Regions from separate parts of the Hordeum vulgare genome. Here region 1 is linked to region 2. The links are chromatin contacts, called in public Hi-C maps. All regions are on one chromosome and are shown on one strand. The core of a region is the stretch at or near the end of the contact, and the rest is flanking DNA. Distances in the headings are between cores, read along the strand shown.

The links. Hi-C and Micro-C count contacts between places; a contact is called where the count stands out from the background.
Region 1: a Hi-C map of leaf shows a contact between it and region 2, with 3 times the contacts expected there. The contact joins the promoter of LOC123449246 here to the enhancer-like site in region 2. A contact is called at or near these places in 2 of 6 Hi-C or Micro-C datasets (leaf and seedling).

Annotation. Positions count from the first base shown.
Region 1 is chr4H:521,172,340-521,177,802 of MorexV3_pseudomolecules_assembly, forward strand. LOC123449246 (transcription factor bHLH76-like) reads right to left here and starts at 2,608. Exons shown (of 10, transcript XM_045126390.1): 1 at 2,467-2,608; 2 at 392-566; 3 at 174-277; 4 at 1-72. The coding sequence starts at 566.
Region 2 is chr4H:520,173,647-520,178,830 of MorexV3_pseudomolecules_assembly, forward strand. LOC123449242 (inositol-tetrakisphosphate 1-kinase 2) reads left to right here. Exons shown (of 10, transcript XM_045126385.1): 10 at 15-478. The coding sequence ends at 109. Among protein-coding and RNA genes, the nearest start is that of LOC123449242, 9.0 kb to the left of the region's middle. Within about 2 kb of position 1,620, at least 2 of the 3 cell types and tissues checked have open chromatin away from gene starts, as enhancers often do. A contact at or near this core is called in leaf, where this site is marked.

The sequences.
Region 1 (5,463 bases), core at 1,358-3,857, 1.0 Mb after region 2:
AGCAGCATCGCCTTCCTTCTCACCGGCGCGCTCCATGCTGGCCTCTCTCCGAGACATGGCCCCAGTTTCCTCCTGCGGTGATACATACACGACGATGAGATGAGATGAGATGCAGTCCAAAATGACGAGACTAGCAAGAACAGGGACAGAAAGAGGCTCCATAATTTCATTACTTGCGAATGCATTGTCGAACTGCCCTCGCCCGAGCCCTTCCGTTTACCTCCCTTCAAACCCTTCTCCATGCTCATATTTCTACTCAGCTCGGTACCACTACCACCTGGAGAGAGTTGGGAAACAGGGAAATGCCAGCAGTGAGAAGAACCTTCACATATGAATGAACAAGTACCTTCGCCATGCTTCAGCATGAGAAGTGAGGAGAATATTTTTTTACCAGCAGTATGGTTATAGAACTGAACTCCATCTTGCATCCCTGCATTGTGCATAGGAAAAAGGACGTGCTCGTCGAAGTCCATGGCATGGTCTAGCAAAGCAAGCGGGTTGGCGGCTCCGGACGCGAAGCTCCGCTCGCCGTTGCTTCCAGGGGCAGTGCAGGGAGGGGAATACATCTGCCAAGAAAAACAATGATCACTCCTATGACCTCGACCATCTTGCCAACAACATCCCACAAACACACAAAGCCATCAACCAAACCTTGTGCTTGATTTGATTGATACCTGATCAGATCTCAGTGTGATGTTGCACCCATTCTAAATTGCGAGGTTTGGCCAGTGGTAGTGGTGAAGGGGCTTGCTTTACTTAAAGGCTGGAGAATGCGGAGGAGCAGATCGGGGTGGAGCTGGCAGTCAATATCTTGCAAGGCTCAACAAGGAACAACTAACTCTTGCAGCCTTACATAAAGATTGCCCTCCAAAGTGAAAAAGTTAAGTGAGGCTAATGCAACGGACAGACGCAAGGGCAAACATGGAGACCACAGTAGTACATGGAATAGAATTGTCGGTACTGCTATGCTAACAACCGTGTACCAGCTGGATCACATCCGGAGATCAGAATATATAAAGGGTTCTGAATTCAGATCAGCTGGAGATTTACAGTTGGTGGTACTGCGGAAATCGAAAACCGGCCCAAGGATCAGATGCTACTGTCATCCACGTACTCTATGGGCCAGCCCGGAATAAGGTTAATGGCGCTAATCAATAAATGAGCCAGATCTATCTATGTTTAAACCCTACCAAAAATTGAACCTATGCCCCACCTTCACCAAGATTTCTGAGAATCCCATACAAGTTTTCAGTTTATGGCCTTTTCTTATCTTTTGCACAAAGTTCAGTTTATGTCATGGACCTGTGGAGCTATTTTAGAATAACTCCACTGGGAGACTTATGATAATAGTACCTTTTTTTAAACACAAATGAAATCATGTTAGTCCCGCCGACCACAAACATGAGATACATTATTATATGTGCAGTCATTGTTTTAAAACTTTCATCACCAGCATTAGATTTTGCATTACCAAGATGCCCAGACTGATTCAAGTCTTCTTTTCTCCCATCACAATCTATACTGGTCTATACACAAATCATGTGTTCGATATGAAAACTCCGGAAGTGCGTTCATCGGGGCGGATGCAAACTATGCGAGTGTATAGCTGACACTGAAAAAACTAGCTACCACAGAATCAGATCCAGACAACAGGAAAGAGAGCAACATCTCCTGCATGTTCTCGAACAGAAATACAAACTATGGAAGAAATTTAGGGTCTGTGATCGAGTGCCAAAAAGCCAGAAAATTAGCCGGTTGTTACTAGTGGAAAAGGGGAGGCTTCCTCATCACCATATACAGTGAGTACTGAGCATTGCCCCTACCCCCATCCGAATTTGATGTGGGAACAATGAATGATATGAAGAGAAACGCTGGATTTACACCAGCTGCAGGACCCTTGAGACTCAGCTGTCACCAGTGCAGAACAACCTTAAGAAGAACGGCAATCCAAATTGAGAAGCCGGAATCAGCCAAGGTGCCAGGACAAGGGGCCCCGAGGCGTTAAAAGTTCCACCCTTTCATTGAGCGTGTAGATCGAGGGGGATATCATGAGTCAAAAACACTAGGAGGATGCAGCCCCGAAATCGTCCAGGGAGAGGAGAAAGCTGATGCCACTTATTAGTACTGGGCTAATAATGCTCTCGTACTGTAATTTCTCGAGAGCGATAAACAAATCCCCACGTACTGTTGAAACACGCAGCGGACACTCATGGGAGCAGGAAGAAAACATTCGACCGAAATGTACTCACGTTGAAAAAAACACGGTTGGCACTCATGGAAGGAGGGGAAAATGATGCAAGCAGCTCACCCCCCCCCCCCCCCCCCCTCCCGAGAAAGTATTCTAGTAGTACCAAAATGTGCCGCTGGTATTCCAAAAAGCTGAAACGCAAGACTATTTGCCAGCGGAGAGGATGCCACAGCAGCATACGCAGAGCATCAATGGAGGTGAAGAAACGTTGTTGTTACCAGCAAGGAGGTGAGAGCCGCTGCTGCGGCGGCGGCTTCCGCTGCTCCTCCTCTTCTTTTGATCGCTAGCGAGCGCTGCCTGCGGTCACTCTCACGGTCTCACCAGCCTATGGTATAGTGAACAGTGTTCACCATGCGGTGGTAGTAGTAGTGTCGGCGTGCGGACATGTGGCCGGCTAGGAGGGAAGATAATAAAAGGAGAGAAGGGGCGCCACCACCAACTGTTTCTTCACTTCACAGCGCCCTTGTTTTACGACGTTCCGCTGCAGTATAAGCAATAGTAGAAGTAGTGCCCTTTTCTTTCTCTACAAGGCCAGTTGCATAATCAGCAGAATTTGGTTAGCCCCCCGCATTCTGTGAAAGGGGGCCCCTCCCCAACGAGCACTATACACGTACGATGCAACAATGGTATGGAGCACCGGCAAAGCTGAAAGGGGGTGGTGTCCAGGTGTCCATGTATACTAGCTTGCAAGCACCTCCCTTGAAGTCATCTTGGAATCAATCTGGTGTGTGTGTGTGTGTTCATTGGCTGCCACCTTTCTACTGCTGCTGTTGTTTGGGTTGTTGGGCGGCAACAGCAGATGTGTGGACTGGGTGGCCGTGGAATAATACAGTCAAAAAGTTGAAGGCCTGCGGGCGCAGGGCAGGGCATCCTGGCAGGGGCGTGTATTTGGCAGCGAATTGGATTCTTGTTCTCACTCTCCGGAATCCTGTAGAGGCTCGCTGTCGCTTGTGCGGTACACATCCAGCTTTCATGCCACTCTTCTTCCCAAGATAACTCATGATGGATACGGAAAACTAATCGGACGCGGATGCGGATTTTTCTTTGAATCGTGCAGCCAAACACAGACAAAGAAAATGACAGCACTTCAGGTTTTTTGTGCCAGTTTCAGCAACGCATTCGTGAGAACCAAAGGGTTAGGTTAGGATTTAGCACTGGAACAAATTTAACTTGTGCAGTCCCCCAGTCCCAGGCACAGAAGATATCACAGCAACAAAAAAGTAGAGTCCTGGCAGTAAAACACCGCAATGCCTTGCCCCAGCTGGTTTTGTAAACTATTTCTTCCCATGACCTCCCTCCCCCCACATTCTTTTCAGTGCACCAAACCACAAGCAAAGAGAGCAGAAAGATGGAGCCTTTCTCGGGCACCGGGACTGATCCGTACGGCTGTCATTTGAGTACTACGACCAGCAACGGTGGTTTACAGGCCCAGTGCCAAAAGGGTAGTAGGAGTAAATCTCATGACAGATATTTCATGGTTTAAAAATGTTACCATCAAGATGAACCAGGCCAATCGTCAACACAACATGTGTGGGCAAAGCCGGGAAGATGCACGCCTACACCAGAAAGGTTATCTTTCTCCCCCCCTGTGGTCAATGAAAAGCTCGCTTAGAAAACCAGAGCAATCTTTGGTCCCTGCGATGCGGGAGGAGCAACAGCTCCATGCTTCACTCGATCCATCATAGGCCACGGGAAAAGAAGATAGATTACCGAGATGCTTTACAGGTCTAAGCAAATGATGATTGGCGCACATCAAGCATCAGAGTTTCATATGACTTGCACAAAATAACCATCCAACTTTCGACTGCTGGTGGAACTCAGGAAATACCTCAAAAATTCAGACAAATGAACACTCTACTGGGTGAGCTCAAGTGGAGGTTCTCACCCTGTTCATGGCTCAAGGTAACTGTTTGGATTCCACAACCTGTAATACCGTCAACCAAGACAAAAAAAAGCTCTTGCTATTCATATCATCACCGGCTTAAGGCCCTCTATGCATTTTCGCTTCCATATATCATCCTCAAGAAATTAAACCACTCAAATATGCCTTGCATCTGTGGTGTATATAGGAATGCAGGCAGACGGCGTCTACGACCATCCTCGACGGCCAAAAATGAACTAATGACCTATTGCTTTAATAATTGTGCTGTTCTAATTATGCTCTTGCAGAACTAATGACCTATTGCTTTAATAATTGTGTTGTCTTAATTATGCTCTTGCGGACGTATGCATACGCCGTCTGCCTGCATCCGCCTCCCTTATTATAACTGATGATCAGCTGGCTCATCTGGAAGCATTTTATCAGATTCAATTCAGTGAAATGATATGATAGCTAACTCTACTCCAAACTATTAAGCTCCAAATTCTAAAATACTTCAGGTGATAGAATCATGCAGAAAGGCATCACAGAACCAAACATTACTTGTAGTTCCACAAAGACAAATGAAGAGCAGTTGGATAAAAAAAAACAGGTCATATACTCCAGTTCTCCCCAACTACAATTATTAGGTACAGAGGAAGTAGTTTGTATAAAAAAAATGGTAACAAACAATAATTCACTGTGAAAAGGGAAGCTAGAAAAGTGATACAATTACAATCAACTGGTTGATCATATTAACAAATACTCCCTCCGTTTCCATAATGTAGTGCGTGTATTTTTTTTTGAAAAGACAAACTTTTGACCAAGTTTTTAGAGATAACTATTTATATCTACAATATCACATATATAAAGTATGAAAGTTCATCTTATAATGAATCTAATGATATAAGTTTAGCATTCTAGATGTAAATGTCTTTCTCCCCATACTTGGTGAAAGTTTGTGATGCTTGACTTTTCAAATAATCTATATGCACTACATTATGGAACAGAGGGAGTAATATGTTGAATGAGTAGCAACTTCTCGGTTGTCATGAAAAACCTCTGAAAGCCATGACATTAGGTACACTTAGTGATATCAAATGAAAAACAAAGCTAAAAGCCAACCTGCAGTACACTTGGTGATCAGTTCATCTGTTCATTTCGAGCTAAAAGGCCTATATAATTTTTTTCTCCTCTATATATCATTGTCCAGAAATTAAACTACTCTACTATATGTGTGTTCTATCTACAGTATAGCTGATTAGCTGGCGCATTTGGAAGCATTTTACCAGAAGCAATTCACAGAAATTGTATCACTCAAAGTGATAGTAACTTTCTAAAATCACTCAAAGTGATA
Region 2 (5,184 bases), core at 370-2,869:
CATTTTATCTGCAGGATATGGGAAAATGCCTGGTTATGAGCACATATTCACCGATTTCTTGCAAAGTCTTGGGCAAAACAAATACCAAAGGTGCTTGAGCGGAGGCTGAAGCGCCGGGAAGTTTGTGAAAGAGTAAACGGCTAGAGGAGATACATCGGCGGTAGACATACTTCTGCACCAATGAACATATCTCGGATACATAAGCTGGAGCCCAAGGCTTTAAGAAGTCCCAAACTGGCATTACATGTCTTGTCAGAAGTGGCGCCACATACACAGGATCAGGAGTAGGGGGGGAGGGGGGCAAAAACAAGAAAAACTCGAATGGCCTTGTGCCGATCTTGTATAAATCAGGGTTGTTATGACAGTTTGGTCACCTTCCTCTCGTTGATCTCAAATGTTTTCATCAAACAGAATTATCACCATTAACCTATTTACTGTATGTATAATAATGATCAGTTAAATTAGAAACATTACATCACGGTAAGCAACATTCGGAATAAGACAGCATAGCCTGCTTTCAGTTGTAGTTTAACATTACAGAGAACTAAATACTCTTGTAGTGGGGATCCCGGAGCCTCTTTGGTTTGCAGGATTGTAAAATGAAGGAATGGAAAAAGAATATATAGGATTATCGGTTTGCAGGATTGTAAAATGATACTTTTTGAAGAATAGTGCTTTATTACTTTAAAAATCTATGCATCACATCCGACATCTACATAACTAAGATGCACACGGCCAAATAAGATTCTTACACACAAGAAAAAGTGAAATACATCAAGACTAGTCCACGCCTAAAGCAGAGGGGGCCCAACTCTATCATGTTACCATTCACATTGGGTAAAAGTATTTTTCATCGAAGCCTTTAATCGTGTACACACCTTCGTAAACAGGTCTCGATTCTTCACAAGAAAATATAGGATTATTGGTGAGGACACTGATACCATGGATACAACCACAACTATCACTATTCGGCACGTAGGGCGTCGCCGAGTAACCATGCGTGTACCTCCCCCCCCCCCCCCCCCCCCCGCCTCCTCCCCCTGCACGCTGGGTGTCGTATGGGCCGGCCCATTTTACGTTGCTTTCCTTTCTTTTTTTCCTTTTTAAGTTTGATTTTTTTTCTCTTCTCCATTTTTTCTATTTTGTGAATTTTCTTTTCAAATTCGTGAAAATAAAACTGTTCGTCCAATTCAAAAAATCTTCATCAATTCAAAACATGTTTATCGAATTGATTTATTATTCATCAGGATTTCAAAAACGTTCATCAATTTCAAAAAAAATCATCGAATTAAAATATATTCATCAAATTCGCAATTCATTGTTTTCTAAAAATGCTCTTCAAATTCGAATTTTTTTCATAATTTTCAAAAAAAGTTCATCAACTTCAAAATGTGTCCATTCATTTTTTCAGAAAAATTTTCTTGAATACAAAATTTGTTCAAGTTCAAAATATGTTCATCCAATTCAAAAATTGTAAATCAAACACACAAGGGCTGGATGCGCACTGGCTTCTGGACACATACTGCATTTTTTGTTTTTTTGAGAAATCTGGACACATACTGCATGACATAGGAGGTCCGGGCGGGGAGCTCCCATTCACCAGGGCTGGATGTCGCTTGTACCGATTCCTAAAAGGAATAGCAATATCTAGTGGCCCGGACCAGTAGCAAGGTACCTATGCTGCGCACAGCAGGTATGTTTTTTATTTTTTTATTTCTTCCCCTATTTTGGTTTCCTTTTATTCCTTCATTTTGCTTTGCTTTTGAAAAACATAAATAAAAGCTTTACAAAAAATATATTCCTTCAGTATATGAAAATTGTAGAACATGCATTAAATAAAAGAGGACATCATCAACCATATATTTTTAAAAAGTTGATTACGTATTTAAACATGTACACATGTATTAAAAATATTTCTAATAAAAAAATTGAAATTTGAGGATGAAAAATGTTCACTGCCATTGAAAATTGCTCACTCTGTTTGAAAAATGTTCACAATGTGCTAAACAATATTGATCTTGTATTTCCAAAATATTAAACATGTATTATAAAATATACTCCCTCCGTCCTAAAATAAGTGTCTCAACTTTATACTAGCTCTAGTACAAATTTGTATTAAGCTTGAGACAGTTATTTTGGGACGGAGGGAGTATATAATACATAAAAATATAAAATGTGTATGGGAGAAATTAGACAAAAAAAATAAGTTTCCAAAAACAATGAAAGTTAACAAAATGTAACAAATAATCCAATAAAAACCGAAAAAGCTAAAGCAAAAAAGAAAATAAAAACAGAATAAAACCAGTGCAAAAGAGTGAAAACATAGAAAGAATGAAAGAAACAAAGTAAGCGGATGAAAACCTAGGAAAAAAGGAAGGAAAAAGAAAAAAGGCTGTGAAATTAAGGAAAGAGATAAAGAAAGGAGAAAAAAACAGTGAAAACATAAGAGAAACGAAGAAACCACGAAAAGGAAAAAAACAGAAAACCAAAAAAAAACCGGTGAACAAACAGAGAAAACCAAAAGAAAAACAATCCGAACAAAATGAGTGAATAAAGCACGATAATGGGCCAGCTGGAAACTGGAGCGCATAGACAAAAGCTTGGAACGAGACAGTGGTAATCTCGCTATAAGCAACATATAGCTCTCATTGGGAAAATGCTATTCGCCGCGAGTTGCGGCAAATTGCCAGGGTTCGCACAGAGAAAGGACGTGTGAGGGATGATCTGGCCGGCCATTAAGGTTGTGGGGATCCCGCTTTTGGGAACTTTCTCAGCCGCCTTTTCCGGTTTTGGAAACTTTCTGGAAGATTTTTTGAACCGTTTTTTCGTTTTATTTTTTATATTATTTTCTGTTTATTTTTTCTATTTCTGTTTCAAAACTGTTTTGGGTTTTAAAAAAAAGTTACAGAATCTAATTTTTTTTCCGACTTTGAAAAATGTTCCGGCATTTTTATAAAAATGGTTCGCTTTTCAAAAAAATGTTTGGGAATTTCAAAAAATATTCGCATTTCCAACTTTATTTCTGGAATTTAAAAAATGTTCCCGTCTCAAAACTATTCATCATTATTTGCAAAAACTACTTCGGTTTTTGAAATTTCAATATGGGAACATTTTTTCAAAATTTAAAATTCTTTCAAAGGAGGTGAACAAGATTTGAAATTCTAAACTTCTTTGAAATTTCAAACAAAATTCGGAAACTGAATTTTTTTACAAGTTTCTGAACATTTGTTCAAAAAAGAAAAATAAACTGGAAAAAGGAAAAAAACAGAAAATAAAATAAAAATAAAAGAAACAAATAAACACAAAAAGTAAAGTAAAAGGAAAAAAAGTGATCCTGTGTTCGAGCTTAAACAGTTGCCTGATACTCTTAAGTATGTCTATCTTGATGAGCAACAGATATATCCTGTCATTATTAGTGCTCTCATCTCAGAGCACGAAGAGAAGAAGTTACTAAAAACTCTAAGGAAGCACCGTGCTGCAATTGGATATACTCTTGATGATCTTAAGGGTATTAGTCCTACTCTATGTGAGCACAAGATTAAAACCAATCCTGACTTCAAACCAGTTCCTGATCATCAAAGGAGATTAAATCCTAAGATGAAAGAGGTCGTTAGAAAAGAAATATTAAAGATTCTGAAAGCAGGAATCATTTATCCTGTTGCTCATAGTGATTGGGTAAGTCCAGTACATTGCGTACCTAAGAAGGGAGGTATCACCCTCGTTCCTAATGATAAGGATGAACTAATCCCACAAAGGATTATTACCAGCTATAGAATGGTGATAGACTTCCGGAAACTGAACAAGGCAACCAGGAAAGATCATTATCCTTTGCCGTTCATCGACCAAATGCTAGAAAGGCTATCAAAACACACACACTTCTGCTTTCTAGACGGTTATTCAGGTTTCTCTCAAATACCTGTTGCGCAATCTGATCAGGAGAAAACCAGTTTCACCTGCCCCTTCGGTACCTTTGCTTATAGACGTATGCCTTTTGGCTTATGATAAAAAAACGGTTCGAAAAGGAAGGTTCCCAAAACCAAAGAATACCGGGAGCACATAGTCGGCGACTTAAGCGTCGGCTAAGAGAACCAGCGCCCACACGCATATAAAACGGGTCGGCCCTGTTTCAGGACTGAAATTTCTATCAAAAACGAAAAAAGCAACAAAAAAAGTGAACACAAAAAGTTCATAAAAGCAAAAAAATGGTTCATAAATTAGTTCATGAATTCTAAAAAAATTACTGTGTTCTAATTTTTTTTACTGTGTTCTAAAAAAAAGTTCACCAACGTTAAAAGAAAATATAACAAATTCTAAAAAATTTACTGTGTTCTAAAAAAAGTTCATGGATTTTGGAAACTAGTTCATGAATTTTTGGAAAAAAGTTTTATTAGGTTCGTTGAACTGAAAAAAAGTTCGTAATTTTCAAGAAAACTTCATCAAAGCTCCAAAAAGTTAAGTAAAATTTGAAAACAGTTCATCAATTTTAAAAAGTTCATAGAATTTTAATTAGAAAATTTGTTAATTATTAAAAAGGCTTCAGTGATTTGAATAAAGTTTCTTCGTTTGAAAAAAAGTTAATCAGAAAAAGGTTTCGTTATTCGATTTTTTTTAAAATTTACATAAAAATAAAATGGAAATGAATCGGTAATAAAAAGAGTAAAAAAAGAAACAAAAAAAAGTAAAAATAGAAAAAACCAAAGAAAAATCAATCCTGAAAAAACCTAAATGAAAAAACCCATCTAGAAAGCTTCTAGAAGCTTCACAAAACCGAAAAAATCTCATTTTCACTGGGCCGGATTTGCTTCCGCGAGAGACATGCCAATGTGCCTTGGAAACGGGAAAAAGAAACGTGTATTTTTTGTTCTGTCGCCAGAGACATGATTTTGTTTCATGAGAGGCACAATCGTGTCTTTTGAAAACGAAAAAAACTTGTTATCTTTTTTTCCCTTCCACGGAAGGCATGGTTTTTCGTCTGGTTTTTTGTGAATTTTTTTGTTAAAACCTATCAACATGGGATCCAGTTTTAAAGATGTTTATGCGAGGAATTCAACAGTGAAAATGATTCAAGATTTAGACGCACGGTTTAAGAGATAAAACGTTTTGAAAATACGGATCTATCAAAAAAAAAAACTCCTAGTTTATGAGAAATGGCACACATGCAATACGTCACTTGTTGGAACTTGG